2 separate regions of the Triticum aestivum genome follow, and region 1 is linked to region 2. The links are chromatin contacts, called in public Hi-C maps. All regions are on one chromosome and are shown on one strand. The core of a region is the stretch at or near the end of the contact, and the rest is flanking DNA. Distances in the headings are between cores, read along the strand shown.

Evidence for each region. Hi-C and Micro-C count contacts between places; a contact is called where the count stands out from the background.
Region 1: a Hi-C map of leaf shows a contact between it and region 2, with 6 times the contacts expected there. The contact joins the promoter of LOC123137407 here to the promoter of LOC123134219 in region 2. A contact is called at or near these places in 2 of 5 Hi-C or Micro-C datasets (both in leaf).

What each region holds. Positions count from the first base shown.
Region 1 is chr6B:446,920,618-446,926,413 of IWGSC CS RefSeq v2.1, forward strand. It overlaps LOC123137407 (nicotinamidase 1), which reads right to left and starts at 2,421. Exons shown (of 5, transcript XM_044557158.1): 1 at 2,098-2,421; 2 at 1,527-1,710; 3 at 1,197-1,330; 4 at 927-1,112; 5 at 84-383. The coding sequence starts at 2,253. The coding sequence ends at 306.
Region 2 is chr6B:446,668,733-446,674,190 of IWGSC CS RefSeq v2.1, forward strand. It overlaps LOC123134219 (expansin-B7), which reads right to left and starts at 3,562. Exons shown (of 2, transcript XM_044553503.1): 1 at 3,008-3,562; 2 at 2,172-2,893. The coding sequence starts at 3,370. The coding sequence ends at 2,366.

The DNA.
Region 1 (5,796 bases), core at 1,171-3,670, 250 kb after region 2:
CATCAGCAGCTTATTGGTTCATATTCTATGATGCACAACCTTGGAACCCAGAATATATAGAAACTACGCGGCACCAAAACACAGATTGGAAATGGTATCTATTCTGCTTACTGTAAAGTAAATGCTTGTTAACATTACTGCTTGGATAATTACAGATAACCATGCATGGCCCATAGAACAGTGTCTGTGCACAGGGGGCAGATACAGCATCTGATTATTCTACATAGAGTGGATAAACAGGAGGACTACATAGAACTATAGCACGGTCCTTCCAGCAAGACTCAGACCTGATGAATGATCTAGTCTTATTCTTCAAGAATTCCGTCAACTATCTTCGCACCCCTTGATTTGGCCATGTAAAGTCCCATGTGATGCATAAGATCCTGCATCATTATGAAAGCTTAGCTATAAGTCCATGTTTTTTTCTTTTAATGAGCAAGGGAACGCACAAGATATCAAAGCAAATTTGCTACCGTTGTGCCTATGCAGTGACTTTCAGGTCAAGAGAAAGCAGATGAACTCTACGCGTAAATACTTCGCAGCCAACACGACAGTGCATTTTCCATGTAAAACTAGTGCACTTTTTTTAGGCAGAACACAATTTTCCTCTTTGTTGATGTTCTATATAGCTATAAAAACTCCGGATCACATGGCATGGGATTTTGGTATGGTATATGAACTCTGGATGCTGGGAACTCCTTCAATGTCTTCTGTTTTACAAAACCTAATACTCCCTCCGTCTCAAAATAAGTGTCTTGAGCTTAGTATAAATTTGTACTAGAGCTAGTACAAAGTTAAGACACTTATTTTGGGACGGAGGAAGTACTAGCTAAAATTACATGCTCCAGAATACGAAAGCTATCTACTCTCTTTCTGAAGTCTACACTCTCACTGACTATGCATAGTAGAGTTTAGTGGCCGAGTACCTGTGGATGGGCCAAAGCTCCTTTGATACTCCTGGCTACTTCGACAGGGAGGTCAAATGTCGCACATCCCTCGGAATAGATCACAACATCTTCCAACGGGGGCACTCGGCCAATGTTTCTTGCAGCCAGAGTAGAACTCACAAAGTCCAAAACACAGAAGTCAGTGCATATTCCTACGACCAAAACCTGCATCAAGCAAATTCACGAGTCACTTATAAACGGGGATCACACTTTTTTTCACCGAACATTTAAATAGGAAGGATCTCTTACGGTTTTGATCTGGAACTTTGCGACCCACTCGCTGAAAACATTGGACCCATCCTTCTCAAATGAAGCAAGATAACCATCAATACAGTCCTTGCGCCTCATTGTCACATTTGGATCATTCTCCAGCCACTCAAGAGCTGCATATAGCAGATTGAACTTCGTCAGAATCCAGATATGGAACGTATTCTGTTGTCATTCTCCCATATCTTATCAGGTTGCCAAAACCATCGATTTAGCATATCCCAATTCAACATGAAAGAATCAGTTCATAGAAACTGAACATGCTCTGCGATAGGCTTAAGAGAAGTAATAATAAGAAAAATGTGGAGTAACCTGGAACAAAGTTTTCTTCACCGGAACCGATGATACAGTGCGGCGGAAAAGGCGGCTCGGGTTTATCGGGGTGGTGGGTATCAAGGAACGCAAAGACCGGCCAGTTCCTCTGGCAGAACACCTTGGCAAGCCTGGTAGACTCCTCCACCATCTTCTCGATCTGCTTATTCGGCGTGACGGGGGCCTGCAGACGCCAACTTTCTTATATATAAGTAAAACAAGTAATACTTCATGCAGATTGATATTCATGGGAGGAAGAAAAGGGAAAGTGGAGATTCAAGATGGGCCAGAAAGAGAAAAGAGAAGAAATAAGCACGAGACGGAGCGAGAAGTGAGTGACAAGAAGAGAACAACAAGAGCCAAGAAGCAAGACAGGAGGAAGCTGCGAGAGGATATCTGGCCTATTCACTCGCGTCCCCATCGTAGAGCAACCAGCAAAACTCCAACTCTTTCGGCATGGCGGCATGCATCCACCGGACCACCGAGCTCCCGCAAGAGCCGATCAACCTCGCGCGAAGGCTCGTCACCAGTATACTCAAAAACAGAGCAGAGGAGGGGGAGCAGAACTCACGAGGTTCCCGGCGCCGACGGTGCAGAAGCCGTTAACGAGGTCGACGAGGACGAGCCCCGTGCCGGGCGTCAGGAGGAGGTCGGCGTCCGGCAGGAAGGGTGCCGCCGAGCGGAGCAGGTCAATCGCGGCGGCGCCGCCGTTGGCTTCGGACCCCATGGAGATGCGTGAAGGGAAGGGGCGGTTGGTGGTTTGGGTTTGACTGGTCCCGATCAAGTAGTCGTCACGAGCCCCGTTTTGTCTAATCTCCTTTCTCGACTGGCACCATCCAGTTGGAACCCCGGTGAGAGGCGGGACCCTGATTGGCAAACTTGGTCAAACGAACACCCAAAAGATGAGAAGGAAATTCATTCGTCCACCCAAGTGGCTGCGCGCGGATATGAGCGAACAGACTTGGGGAAAACACGGCCTACATCAAGGGCAAGGGGTGGTCGGAGTGAGTGAGAAGGCGCCGAGCTGATTTGCGGTGTGATCGACACGCCAAGTTTAGGTTTACTTTTGTGACCAACGTATTGTCAGATTGGTTGCACGGCGCATCACGCCGTTGTTTGCTGAGCAAAACACATGAACGAGATTTCATACCCATTTGTGCTTTGTTATTTCTTTAGAGAAAAGACACTCGGGACGCTCTGCTTTATCTCTACTCCTAGGGTGTGTTTGGTTGTCGTTGTGAACAGTTCCTGCATCGCATACACTTCTCGACCCAACCTGATTGAGCAAAAACAGACCCTAATGCGTCATTTGCAAGTTGTTTGGTTGCCTGCATCTAGTGTCACTGCATTAGATAATACGTAAGTGCACTTTGTTTGGTTGCATGCATTGGCTCTAGCGGTACATGAACACGGCGTCTGCTTGCATACAACATACATGTTGTGCTTACCTTGTACACTAGTTGATGAGCTTACCCATAATGATCACACCTAGCACATCAACGCCACAACACAGCAATGACGATGAACTGGGCGAAAATGATGAAGTTCTTCAGCTTCAGCCCAAACTGACGATCCATCTTAGCACCTTCCACTTTGACACCTCCAACCTTGCCACTGTCAACACTGCTGCCTCCGTGCTTTCGCACCTAGGCGGAGTAAGCTTGTTCTGCTGCCTGCCTAGTCTTGAACCCTCTATAAATGTTGTTGCTATACGATGTCACTTGTGCATTGGCTTCTTCCCATGAACTATAAACCCCTGAAGCATCACCGATGAACACGGCATACCACTTGCCTTAGCAATGCACAAGAGCAAGAGCTGAAGCAACAAATCAATGGAACACACAAGTAGCAAGCAAAGTAGCACACAAACAACAATGGAGCAGAAGAGAAGTAAAGCATGCATGATCATACGGCATAACAAGTTTAACCTAGCACTACCTTGATGTTAACCTACCACCACATCAAAAAGAGGGTGTCATCCTACCACCATAAGTTCCCATCATCGTGAGGGGTTAGTATATACCACCTCACCAAAATATACAAACCATCAAATTGTTTTCAGCCCTAGCTACACAAAATGTTCGTCGTCATCGTCATCGTCGTCGTCGTCGCCACCACCATCACCGTCGGGGATCATGCACGCTCACAGGCAGCACTACTCTAGTAGTAGTGCTTGCCCAACCAGCTCCTGATCCACAGCACCCTGTGAGCGTCTGCCATGGCAACGAACCCAACACCCTGGGCCTTGTTGTCAAGCAGGTGGCTGAGAGCTGCCATGAGAGCCTCGTCACTGAAGCCACCCTGGGTCATGACAGCGCCATACAGGTCAGGGTGGACGTCGAGGGGCTTGCACTCCCTGATGGCTGTTGCAACCTCCTTCACTGCCTCAGTCATGCTGCAAAAGACATTGATATCCTCCTCCATCAGGCCTCCTCTCTTCCTCTTCCTATCATGGACGGGGTAAAATGGCTTGTCGAAGGGCTTCGCAGCTGGCTTGTCAGGGCCATCAAGGACCTCGACGTCCGGGGTCCCAGGGAAGTCTGGCATGGGAGAACCAAGAGGCTCCCCCGAGCCCATGGCATGCTTCCCAGTTGCCAGCCCGAAGGAGAAGATGTGTTGCATCTGGCTGTAGTTCTGTATGGGTGTGTTGAGGAACTCAGCGTCCCTTGGGTGGTCCTAAGAATGAAACACAAGTGTTGTTAGTTGCGATTAGGAGTAGGCAATGGTGGACAGTATGAAAAGGAAGAGGGCTGTGACCTAACCGCGACATGGCCGGTGTAGTGCTTTGCCTCCAGAACTATGGAGCAAGTGTTCTCATCCCATGAGGCGCCGCTAAGGTCTCTCAGCTTGGACACTTGGATCCATCGACCTCTTCACTTCCTCAGGTGGTTGTACACCTGGGTGGCAGACACCTCCTGCCCACAGAACTCGAACACCTGCTTCGCAACAGTGTTCAAGTGCACCTCCTTGAAGCCCTTGTTAGTCCTAACTCCACTAGAGATGAGCTCACACATGTTGTTCAGCACGAACGTGGACATGAACGGCTGCCACTTCATGTTGTTCGACCTACCATCCTTCTTTGCCTTTGCTGCTGCTACCTTGAGTGCGACGGCGGCAGCAGCATCAACAGCAGGAGTTGGCTCAACGAGCACTACTGTCACATAGAGGGAATCAGGCGCGAACACCTCTAAATCAGGTGCCATCTCGGACATAGGCTGCGAGTCCTTGACAAAAGATGGAGCAAACTGGCTGTCGGACAGGACAAGTGCCTGACTAAGATCTTGCGTCTGCGTGGTCATGTCCTACAATCATAGCATGCATTGATGGTAAGCATAACACACAGCATACCAGACAATCCATGAAAGCAGCAACATACATGTACATGGTTCATGACTATCATACTAAGCACATATAGTTCATTGCTATCATACTAAGCATACATGACAACCTATGAGCACGAATATACATCTACAGCAAACAACATGCTATAAATGGACCACCAATAGGTACAAATCACAGATCTAAGACGAATCAACACAAGCACAAGGTTCAACTTCAAACTCTACTACTAATCTAGCCTACCACATGCTTCAACATCTAGCCCTACCATAAATTGCAACCGCATCATGGCAATCAACCATATCAACTCACAGATTAGACCACTAATCAACCATGCATCTAGATCAAACCCTACCTACAGATCAGATCTAGCTAGAAGGAACAGAGAGAAAGGGGGATTGAACTCACAGAGGCCATGGCTGCAGCTCGAGGACGAGGGGGGACGGTCGTGAAAGATCAACGTCGGCTGGTGAAGGAGCGCCGACGCCGTAGACCGCCGGCCGATGAAGATGCGCCGCTTACCTGCTCGTCAGTGCCGATGCGCGTCCGCGAGAAAGCTCGAACGGAGGAAGAATGGTAGCGGGAGTTGGGGCGGTGAGGGAGGGGGCTAAATAGGGGTGGACTCGGCGGGAAGTGAGCTGAAATCCTCCCGCCGATTTTTCGGCGACGCGGGCGAGCTCGCGCCATCTCCCTGTAGCGACCAGACCTTAAACAGTCTGATCTCTGTGTAACAGTGTCATCCCTGGATCGGTAATGTTGACACGCACAGTACTTGAAGGATTTATAACAGAGTAGCAATCACACACTTATTACAGTAAATGTCTCAAAAGAGAACTTATTTGTCACTCCCAATATGCGACCCTATCCAAGAAGAACTCGAAGGTACCACCAAGGATAGACCCGCATATTGAAACGCTTTTGCAAGGTGGAT
Region 2 (5,458 bases), core at 2,312-4,811:
CGAAGGAATAAATTTGTGTCATTGGTATTACCATTACAGAAGAAAGAAAATGAAATGAAAACTAAAATAAAATCCGAATAATAACATTGTTTAAAGAAGAATCAATCTTTGGCATTGATATTACCTTTTAAGAAGAAAGGAAATGAGAAAAAACTCGCACACAACTTTACATTGAAGTTACACGTTGTGTAGTATGCAAAGAATAATCGTATAATAATATAATTTTCGTTGATTCTACAAATGTTTGCCTATTCAAGATTTTTTTTAAATGTTCACAATTAAAAAAAATGTTTGCAAAAATTATGAAATGTTCATATTAGAAAAGTTTGAAAATCTATAAAAATGTTCACGAATTTAAAAATTGTTCATGATTTCAGATATGTTCACATATTTTTTTTAATTGTTCATGATTTCAAAAAAATGAGAGTGATAGTGTATCTCGATGATGCAGCAAAATTTGGCCATGGCCGTTAGAGATTATGAATTATTTTTCTCCCATTGCACCGCATGAGCCCTTTTGCTAGATCAAATAGATGTTCTTGAATTTTAAAAATCGCCCCACCAATTACGAAAAACAATTTCTTTGATTCTAGAAACGTCCGCCGATTCAATTTTTTTGAAAAAAAAGCTCATTTGAATTGTATAAAATGTTCATAAATTGAAAAAATGTTCTTGATTTCATTAAATGTTTGAAAATTTGTAAAAATGTTCACGATTTGTGATATGTCTACGAGTTTAAAAAAATGTTCATAATTTCACAAAATTGAGAGTGATAGTGTATTTCGGTGATGCGGCAAAATGTAGTCATTTCTTCCAGTGCAAACCATGGCCCTTTTGCTAGTAAAAATAAAGGGGATATTGCTTGTGGCGGTACGTCATGGAAATTAATCCAAAGTTCGAAACTGTTACCCATCGATGCCACCTATAAGTATAAAAAATATTTCCCACAGGGGAATCCCTGTCTGGGCCGGCCCTGTAGAAACCTTCTATACAACATGTCTGTTTGGGTCGGCCCATATCCAGGCGGTGGTTTTTATAAATTTCGTATTTATCTTTGGTTTGTTTTCCGTCTTCCTTTTTTTTCTCATTTAAATAATTTGGGGATAACAAAAGTTCTGAAAATTAAAAAAATTAGAATTTTGAACTAAAATGTTTAATGATTCATACATGTTTGTGGACGCAGAAAATGTTCGTGAGTCTTAATATTCACAATTTTTTAAAAAATGTTCGGGATTAAAAACTGTTTATTATTTTTTGAAAAGTTTGTCTATTCAAAATGTTAATGAAATTAAACCTAATTTCACCAGTTCAAAAAATGTTCATGAATTGAAAAATATCCTAAAACTTCAAAAACTGTTCATGACTTACAAAATACTTTATTGATTCATAGAATGTTCGTTGTTTGAAAAAATTATCATGCATTTCAAGAAATATTCGTTAAATAAAAAATGTTCGTGAATTTCAAAATTTGTTCCACAAAACAATTTCCAAAAAAATGTTCGCCGATTCTAGAAATGTTTGTCTATTCAAGAAAAACATTTCAAAATATGTTCACAATTAAAACAATGTAAATAGTATAAAATTTCTATGATTTTAGAAAATGTTCGAAAATCTACAATTTGTTTTATGAATTTGAAAAATGTGCGTGATTTCAGATATGTTCACGAGTTTTAGAAAATGTTCATGATTTTCAAAAATTGTTCACAATTTCACGAAAATGAGAGTGATAGTGTATCTCGGTGATGCAGCAAAATGTGGTCATGTCCATTGAAGATTATAATTTTTTTTCTCTCGTTGCAATGCACGAGCCCTTTTGCTAGATCAAAAAATGTTCAATAATTTCAAAAATTGTTGCACCAATTTTAAAAAAATATTCGTTGATTCTAGAATTGTTCATGGATTCAAGAAAGTTGTTTAAAAATATATTCACTATTTAAAAAATGTTTGCAAATTGTATAAAAGGTCCATAAATTCAAAAAATGATCTTGATTTTAGAAAATGTTCGAAATTTTGTAATTGTGTTCATGGATTTGAAAAATGTTCACAATTTTAGATATGTGCACAAGTTTAAAAAAATGTTCATCATTTCAAAAATTGTTCATGATTTCATGAAATTGAGTGATAGTGTATCTCAGTGATGCAGCAAAATGTAGACGCACAGGCCCTTGTACTAGTAGCTAAAATGTCTTTATTGTATTGGACGAGACACGTATACCATGAAAAACGTATGCGCTACGAGAGAGAACACGTAGTAGCACACGAAGACCACACACACCGGACGTCACAAGCGACGTCTCAGCTAGCTTGGCACGATTAAGCCATGCATGGACGTGCATGGATGCCTTCCACGGATGAGTGGAAGGGGTCAATCGAACTGGACGAGGGAGCTGTACACAGTGTCGGGCTGCCAGTCGGCCGGGATGACCTGCCCGGCGACGAGCGACCTGCCGGACTCGTTGGTGACCCGCAGCGAAAAGGGCCCCTGCAGCGGGCGGTGCGTGTCCAACCGCCAGATGGAGCCCCACGACTCCCTCATCGGCGTCCAGACCCCAGTCGGCTCACCATTGTCCGGCCGCGACTCCATGAGGTCCACCTGCGCCACGTCGCCGTCGCCGTTCTCGTACTCCACCAGGATCGCCAGGTAGTTCGGGTTCGACCCCTGCTCCACGTGGAACGTCACCGACAGCCCCGGGTACTGGCACGGCACCCTCTTGAACTGCATGTCGATGATGCCGGCGTGGCGGAGCTCGTCGTTTCGGCCGTCCTTGGCCATGGCGCCGAAGGCGGTGCCGCTGAGGTCGAAGTGGTAGCGGGCCACCGGGTAGTAGTTCATGTCGGTGATGATCACCGTCTCAGGGACGCCGGAGCACGCTGCGTGAGCCACGCACCTTATCTGCACGCAACGCAACGCAACAATCCAAGATCCATCAGCCTGGAAAAACAAACGAAACGACAAGCACTCTACCGTCACTGTCAAGTAACTGCAATGTCGGCCACAGCAGCTGACCTGGTAGCACGAGCCGCATCCCTTGCCGTCCTTGAAGAGCGGCTCGTTGCCGCACGACGTCATGGCGTTGAACGGCGGCAGGTTCACGTTCTTGAACCCGCACGCGCCACCATTGTCGTCAGGCCCGGCGCCTCCGGGAGCGCCGTACCAGGTGGCCCTGGCGTCGAGCCAGCCGCCGCCGTCGACGTTGGTGCCGGTGCCGGTGCCGGGGCTGGGGGTGGGGGTAGCGGGGGCGGGTGTAGGCGTGGGGGAGTGTCCAGGGCAGAATATGGCAGGCAGAAACCAAAAGCAGCCGCAGCAGCCATCGGCGGCGAGGAGGCAGAAGAGGGCGACCGCAACGGCGTAGGCGGAGGCCGCTGCCATCGCCCGCTTTCGCTGGTTACTCGTTGCCGTACTCTGGTGGTTAATGGCTTGATGCAGTTGGTGGGCGTGTGAATTTATAGGCCGGCAACTCAAGTGCTAAGCTTCTTCTTCCTCTACCAGATCAAATCAAGAGGAGGAAAAGGACGAAGGAATGAATGAACGGAGATGGCGGATGGAGAAAGGAGGAGCCAGACGTGATGGCAGGGCCGGTTCACATGTGGATGGCGGGACTCGCCCAACTGGCTGCTATACACCATTACCCGTGATCACGGGATGCATTTCTCTCTGCTTTTAAAAATCATCAACCATACATACATACTGCATTACAGGTGCTTCCTCCATGTATTTATGCCTGCAGCCAGCATAGCATCATGCCCATTGCAGATCATAGAGGCATCTTTTTCTTGGAGTTTTGTACGGAGTCGTAGCAATGTACATATACGGCCACATGATCCGTCTTGCAATCAGTGACGAGCTTGTTTTATTTTGTACTGCGAAAATACCAAACTAGTGCTACGAAAATGCCCAGCTGAAAGTTACGTGTGCGTCGGCAGAGGATCAGGGCATGATACGAAAATATGATAGTGGTTACGTACAAGATACCGGTGAAATGGTATGAAAACACGAGTATCCAGTGACATACTAACGAAGCATCCAAATATCAGCAGAAAAAAAAGAACATCGAAAGATACAATGTTGGATGTAACCCATAGTCAGTTCACCATTTCTTTTAATACATGTAACTTAGTTGTACTCGCATATAGTGGCGGTGCCAAGATTTAACTAGGACCAAGATTTAACAGTGTCCTACCTACTACAGTTAACAAAGAGATTTTAGGCCACGCCCCACGCGGCAGCTCGGCCTGCCTAGGGCTTGAGTGTAATGATATGGATACAATATTAAAAAAACTACAATGTAGCTCTTGCATTTAGTAATTATAATGAAACCTCTTAGAGACCTCTTCTTTGTGGTATTAATCCTTGAAGGTCAAATGCAATAAAAGTTTCCGAAAGCCCTTGAATCACTCATCCAAAGAGATGAAAAGTCATAAGCGGCCAAGCCAACGTATTTGAGGAAGATGGGGAGAGCAAATAGTCAAACCACAAGATCTTCGCCATAGTGTCAAGGTAAGATTTCAACAAATAGTCAAACCACAAACAGAAGCAACATGACACACTAGATCCGGACAATCGACTCTGCAAGACACAAACCCCTCTGATTCCATGGCCGATTCTTTTAACCATAGTAAATTGTTTTTTTTTTTGCAAAAATGACTCAGATCTGTTACAAAGATTTATTAGAAGTACGAAGCATCCTAAACATAATAAAAATGACATCGAGGTCCCTGAACCACCGAACGACCATTGATGTCGGTAGAACAACCCGTCCACCCGCTGTTATCGCCGCTCCCGTACTAGAGTCGGTCTGACCTTATCGATAACAACTGAAAAGTAATAAGTGCACGTGCTCCTAAAGCCCAGTGCCTTGGAGCCGCAATGTTCGCCGTTGAACCCTTGAACCGATCCAAAGAACCAAATACCAGATCTCGCAATCACATACTCAGGACGAGAAACCCTGACATCGACACCCCGAGGGCCTAGCTGAAATCTACGCCGGTGTTCCATCTAATTCATCCTGATAGATGAACTGGAGGAGGATCAAAGCCTGAAAGACTGATATGAAGAAGCGTCGCCATCCACCTAAGCGCTGCCCTGCATGGACTAAAAAGCCTAACCTATCTAATAGTCGGAGCCGAGGCACTAGAATTTCCCTCCCCGCCACCAGTTGTCAGAGCAGCTAACGAAGGGGAGAAGAATCCACGAGCTTGCCGATGAAGATCGATGGGGGGGAGACTTGGCCCTAATCAACTTGCGGAAAAAGGACAATAGCAATTTTATCCGCAAAAGCACAGCCACCACTAATGTTTACAACGACCATAAAATTCTCACTTGCCTTCGAAGCACAACCATTTTTATGTCGATTTTCTGTTCGTTTGTTTGATTTTTTTCCTCTTTTTTCTCTTTTGGTTTCTTTTTTTAAGTTTCTGAACTCTCTTTTCAAATCCAGAGCTTATTTAAAATCTGTGA